Regions from separate parts of the Mus musculus genome. Here region 2 is linked to region 1. Evidence: chromatin contacts called from public promoter capture Hi-C data. All regions are on one chromosome and are shown on one strand. Each heading gives the region's core, a stretch centred on a gene start, on an enhancer-like site or on the middle of the called end of the contact. The rest is flanking DNA. Distances are from core to core; before and after follow the strand shown.

Region 1 (2,896 bases), core at 323-2,822:
CTTCTCTTCTCTGATAATGATCATACCAAATCTTCCACTCATTCTTGATATAGGCTAGGCACTGTCTGAACCCTGAAACTCAGCTATTTCACTAATCCTCAAGGAGAATCTAAGAAGGTAGGTACACATCAGGAAATAAGTGGTTGGAGGTCAAGATGCTTGCCCAAGGTCACATAGGTATTACACTGAGCCACCTGGACCAAAACACAGGCCATGGGAACCCAACAGTCTAACCGCCGTTCACTGACAGTTTTTCCCTCCTCTGGTTTCCAAAAAGGCACTTCATCTTTTGGCCCTCGCTTATCTCAAGGCTAGAAGCTCTCAATATCTAGGCCATAGCCTGTCTTGGGAGTGACAAGCACTGCCACACACTTCTGTTTAAGGGAACTTAGCTCCCAACCTGTCTCTTCCTTCCACTTCGCAAACTGTTCAGAAAAAGGGGGCTATGTTTCTGCCCATCCCCAGAGCTTTGGTCAGCCAAGGAAGAAGTAAGGCAAATTTCCCCACACCCAATAGAGAAAGGCGAGGACAGGGGATGGGAAGGCTCACCGAAAAAGTCAGGCTCACTTTTAGCAACTCATAGCATCCAGTCCAGCAGGGCTCCAGTACTCCGGCGCTAGGGGGGCAGAAAGGAACAGTCATCCCAGCCCTAGACACAGGCAGTGAGCAAAGCAGGCCCTGAGTAACCCTGTTCCAGGGAAAGCCCACAGAACGGGGACCCGTCTACAAACGCGCCAACCCCACCCTCAGATCGCGCGGGGGGGGGGGGGGAGTCAGGCCAAGTCCAGCTTCACAACGTCATGCCTATGATCTTCACTGGGCCCGACTACCACACTTGGCGCCAACGCAACCCCTGCTGCTGACCTTGGGCAGCGTGTGCCCTCTCTTGGGCCTCAGTTTCCACTAATGTCAGAGGTGCAGGGTAGAGATGACTTCCTTGGCCCGCAAGCGTCGGAGTAGGGACTAGGCGCAGGCTTCCGGAGGCCGCTCACGTGCGCTCTGCGGAGGGCCGGGCCCTTAAAGGGACCTGCGCCGGCGAACTTGGGTGCTAGCAGCCGGGGGGCCTTGGGGTCGCCGCTTCGTGCTGTCGGCTTCCTGCCGCCCCGGCTCGCTTCACGGCCTCCTGCACCTCTGCAACTTCAGACACGCTAAAGTTTGGAGCGGCGACGCGACGCGCGGCCACAGGCAGCGCTGCTGAAAGGTGAGGGCCCCGCCCGTTCCCCTCTAGTCCCACGGACCCCGGACGTTCCCGCACCCAGCACCGAGGCAGGATCCGCGCCGAGAGGTCAGGACCGCCTCCCCGTCGCTTTCAGGCCCGGGAAGCAGGCTGGGCCAGCAGTGAGTCAGACGCGGGGCAGAGGGCGGCTCAGGCCGCGGGGAGCAGGCGGGAGGGGATGAGGGGGAGCCCCGGCAGACACCCCGTCGGGAACGCCTCGCCTCTGGCCCCGCCCTCACCTCAGCGGCGGCCCCACGGACGCGGACGGGCGCCGGAGGAAGATAGGGGCTCAGTCGTGGAGCCTGTGTGCGCTTGCCCCTCGCGCTCGCTCCGCCCCTTTCGCGGCGGGACGTGACCGTGGCTGTGGGCGCGTGCGCTCCAGATTTGGAGGGCGGAGGCCTGCCCCGCCCCGTCTCCTTGGTAACATGCACGCCTCCCCCGCCGCCTCCCCCCCCCCCAGCTGGGTTGGGCCCACAACACACATTCCTGCTTCCAATGAAGGGGAACTCCTGAAGGTGATCAAGCAACAACCAACCAATACCCCAAGGTATCCTGGCCGACAGGGAGGGAAGGGAAGGCGCAGGGGTGAAGGCGGGCTCCAAGCACCGGGAAAGTCAGCCTGTTTGCCTGCTCCAGAAGCCCAGGAAGCCAAAGCGGGACTGAATAGTGTTTGTGCATTTTAGAGAGGATCCGCACAGCAATGTCGGCCTCTTACTAACTGAACCAGTCTTACTCTCGCCACCTTCCCTCAGAACCTTCTCAAGTCTGGCCGCTTGCTCAGGTCTTAACAGCTGAGGAAGCTATGGATAAACAAAAGATGCTCTGAACAATCTCTGGAGAATGCAAATTTAAGTGTCTTCACTCAGCCACCCATCAGGGATTCTCTGAGCATAGGGACGACCATCCCTCCATCCAACCTTTATTATGGAAACACTGAGTGAACCAAATGAAAGCCTTGGCCTCCGGAAGTTCACTCCAGGGAACACCTCTTTTCAAAGCTTCTACTTCACAGCCCTGGCTGTGGTTGCTGGGAGTTTCTACTAAGTTAATATAACTTAGGTAACTCCCAAGTCAAGGGTAAGCTCCTTCAATACAGGTTCAATCTTGAGCTAGGATCTGATGACCTATGAATCTCAAAGCACTGTACTGAGGGCACCTCCTGAGACGCCCAGATCTATGCTGGAAGTGAGGAAGGCCACTATGCTTGTAAACTTGGCTGTTTATAAATCTTGATGCCAGACAGGCTGGGCCAAGGACTATATTAGTACTTCTGACAAGATTGCTTTATGGAAAGTTGATCACCCAAAGAGCATATAAGATGACTTTGGAAAAAGCCAGCAGCCATGGGGTAACATGTGATCTTGAATGTCATCCACAAGACAAATGTCCCAATGCTGTAGACAGGCTGGTAAGAAAAAGCAGCTAGCTACTCAAAAGTCTTCAAAGTAGAGAGGGCAGGAAAGTCATTATAGCTATTTTACCGTGAACATCAAACATGGTAATGATTGGCTGCTTCGGGCAGGTGGGCTGTACACTAGATAGGGTTCTTGAGACACGAAGGGCACATGGCCCAGGTTCAGAGCACATGTTAATTCTGTCTCTCTGAAACTCATTAGCCTGTGTCAGGAAATGACTGTCAGGAGACACTCTTTCTTCATCCTGCTGTCTTGGCTCACTTCC
Region 2 (2,928 bases), core at 100-2,599, 3.7 Mb after region 1:
CCAGGACAGCCAAACAAACAAACAAACAAAAAAAGAGAAGATGGTAAAGAATTAACAAAAGTCTGTAAATTTAGATCAATTGGCTTACTACGCTGGTCTTACAGGTGGGGAAAGGAGTCTGGGCTGGGGGCATATATCTCTGTGGAAGAGCACCTGCCTAGCTTCTTGTGCCAGGCTCTGTCTGGGTCTGATACTCACAGCTTGGACCACCACCACATCCACACACCCGGCACCTGAATGCACCTCACCCTATCCTCAAGCAAGTAGGGCCTGATCAGAGGAAGTGGTGATATGAAGAGAATCCAGGAGGCAAGTCCATCGGAAACTACTTCCAAACCCATTTTCTTTCTCCTCCTTTCCCTAAATACCACGGAGTGGTAAAGGATTCTAGACTGTCTACTCCAACCGCTGCTGTGCTAAATCCCCAAGACTCCTCCCAGCTCCCCACCTGCCCACTGCTGCTACGGCCCTCTCGGAGGTTACCCAGTTCCACATCACCACACCTGATCTCACCACGGAAACCCCTTGCCTCAGTGAGCTCCAAACGACTGCTCTAGCCAGCACAATGACTCATAGGATGCCAAGAGCCCTAGCGTGATTCAAGCCCTCTAATCATCAACAAGAAACTGTCTTTTTGGTTCAAAGGAACTTTGGAACAGAAATTTTGTCAGGAGACCATAGAGAATTGGAGGGTCAGACATCCAACTGCACACAGACACACACTCAGTCACACACTCTAAGAGCCAGACATTCCTATGGACCACTCGGGCTCCGGTCTTAAACACACATTCTTTCCTAGTCCAGTCTTGAACTGGGAGGCCACCAAGGCCCGGGCCTAGCATGGACTCCGTAGACCCTGGACCGCCATCGCTCCCCGCGGGGGCTCCCTGGACATGGAGGAACAGGGCAGAGCTGGGTCCAGGAGCGTCATCGCAAGGAAGCGCTGAACCTCGGTAGAAACGCGGGTGGTCTGGGACAGAAGTCCGGAAGAGGGTCCCCATAATGATGCACTGCCAGTCGGAGAAAACGATGATGTGCCGGCCGGGGAGGGGTGGGCCATCCTAAGGGAAAACGCCTGGCCCGACCTGTGACGGAACCCGGGGAGGGACAGGCGCGCAGGGGGGGCGTCACGCGCGGGCAGACGACGGAGATGCGCGGCGAAGGTGTGCTCACCTTCTTCACCGCAGACTGGAAGTGAAAGTCACCGGCCTCCTTCAGGTCCAGCCAGATCATGGGCATCCGGGGCACGGCCTCCATCGCGGGTAGCGCCTAGCGGCCCTAGGGCCGCTCCCCTCCCAGGTCCAGCAGCTGCTTCAGCCGCGCGCGCAACCCCGCCCCTCCACGCCGGAAGCTGCTCGTCACGCGGAGTGACGCACTCCCCCCGCAGCCTGTTGGGAGGTGCAGTCCGGCCCCCCCACCCCGGTAGTCTTTTTGCACATGCGCACACCTCTTCGCGCATGCTCGGTCTTCTCGCGCGAAGGGTCTTGGGTGGAGAGACGACCCAATCCACGGTGAAGGGGCTTCTGGGAATAGTGATCTCCTCCACTAAGCTTGAGGCTTTGCTGGGATTTTCTGGTTTGCGTAACGTTCTTCTTCCTCCCGGGGGGGCCCTTCAAAAACTCACCCATGAATTTGTAATTCCCAAATCTTGAGAGCGGTGAAGGATGGGGACTAGTGCTGCATAGAGAACGACTAGTGTGATGTTAGGGAGAGGGGTTGTGAAGACAGCCATGAGCTATGCAAACTGTATGGCGGGATGGAACTCAGGCTAAAAGTGCCAAGGGATTCCTTCTGTCCGCGGTTGAGGGGGCAGGAACACTGCTCCACACCACCACCCTCTGCAGCCTGAGGAGTTCTTGATTTTTAGTAGGATACATTGAACAGCCAAGTTAACACCTAAGAAGACTGCGACTCTGGAAGGAACTATACAGCGACGAGCATTTGTCTCTGGAGACACCTGTGAAACAGGAATTTTAAAGCTGTGTTGTGTGTATTGTTAAATTTTAGACATAAATAATGGAGACACCCCGGAGATTGAGGGAAGAGACTAGGTCATTTCAAGGCTGGACTGGGCAACATAACAATACGTTGTCTCAAACAAATTTTAAAAATAAGGAAACGGAGAAAGTAGTGAGTGACCTTTTGTAGTCTTCTAGGAGACCGGTGATTGTGGCTTTGGGTGAAAAAGGCTTTAAAAAAAAAAGTGGGTAGATAATGCACTTTGAGGAACATCTGAGAACTATTTTGAAAAAAAAGTATCCTAAGTTGGGGTGGGTACATGTTAGGGAATGAGATCAAAGTTGATTTCCAAGTTTCTGCCTGGTTTAGGTGGATAGCTGACAGGCTGTTACCTGACATGAGGAAATTGGGAGGAACATGTAGAAGGGAGCGCAAGACTTCAGGTCTAGTTTGTGTGAAGATGAGGACAGATGCATTTAGAGGCAATGTAGAGCCCGAGAATAAAGACTCTGGATTCACAAGACGGGTTTCCCCGACCCAGGTAGGGCCCACGTCCTCTTTGTAGAAGTAACAGACATTTCCATACTAAAAGTATGTTAGGGTCTAGAGAGGTGGGTTGGTTGTTAAGAACACTGGCTGCTCTTCCAGAGGACCTGGCTTTGATTTTCAGCATCTACATGGCAGTTCCCAGCAGTCTATAACTCCAGTTCCAGACCTTTAGTCTTCTTCTGGGTTCTGTGGGCACTGCACACATGTGGTACACAGACATACATATGTGCCAAGCAAAACTCCTATACACATACAATAATTTTTAAAATGAAGTTTAGCCAGGCGGTGGTGGCGCATGCCTTTAATCCCAGCACTTGGGAGGCAGAGGCAGGTGGATTTCTGAGTTCGAGGCCAGCCTGGTCTACAGAGTGAGTTCCAGGACAGCCAGGGCTACACAGAGAAACCTTGTCTTTAAAAAAA

Evidence for each region. Promoter capture Hi-C pulls out the DNA fragments that hold promoters and counts their contacts.
Region 2: a promoter capture Hi-C map of liver shows a contact between it and region 1, with 2.8 times the contacts expected there. The contact joins the promoter of Ptpn23 here to the promoter of Tex264 in region 1. A contact is called at or near these places in 2 of 39 promoter capture datasets (liver and pre-B cells).

Annotation. Positions count from the first base shown.
Region 1 is chr9:106,684,380-106,687,275 of GRCm38.p6, forward strand. It overlaps Tex264 (testis expressed gene 264), which reads right to left and starts at 1,573. Exons shown (of 6, transcript NM_001081654.2): 1 at 1,456-1,573; 2 at 550-616.
Region 2 is chr9:110,406,861-110,409,788 of GRCm38.p6, forward strand. Ptpn23 (protein tyrosine phosphatase, non-receptor type 23) reads right to left here and starts at 1,350. Exons shown (of 25, transcript NM_001081043.1): 1 at 1,174-1,350. The coding sequence starts at 1,257.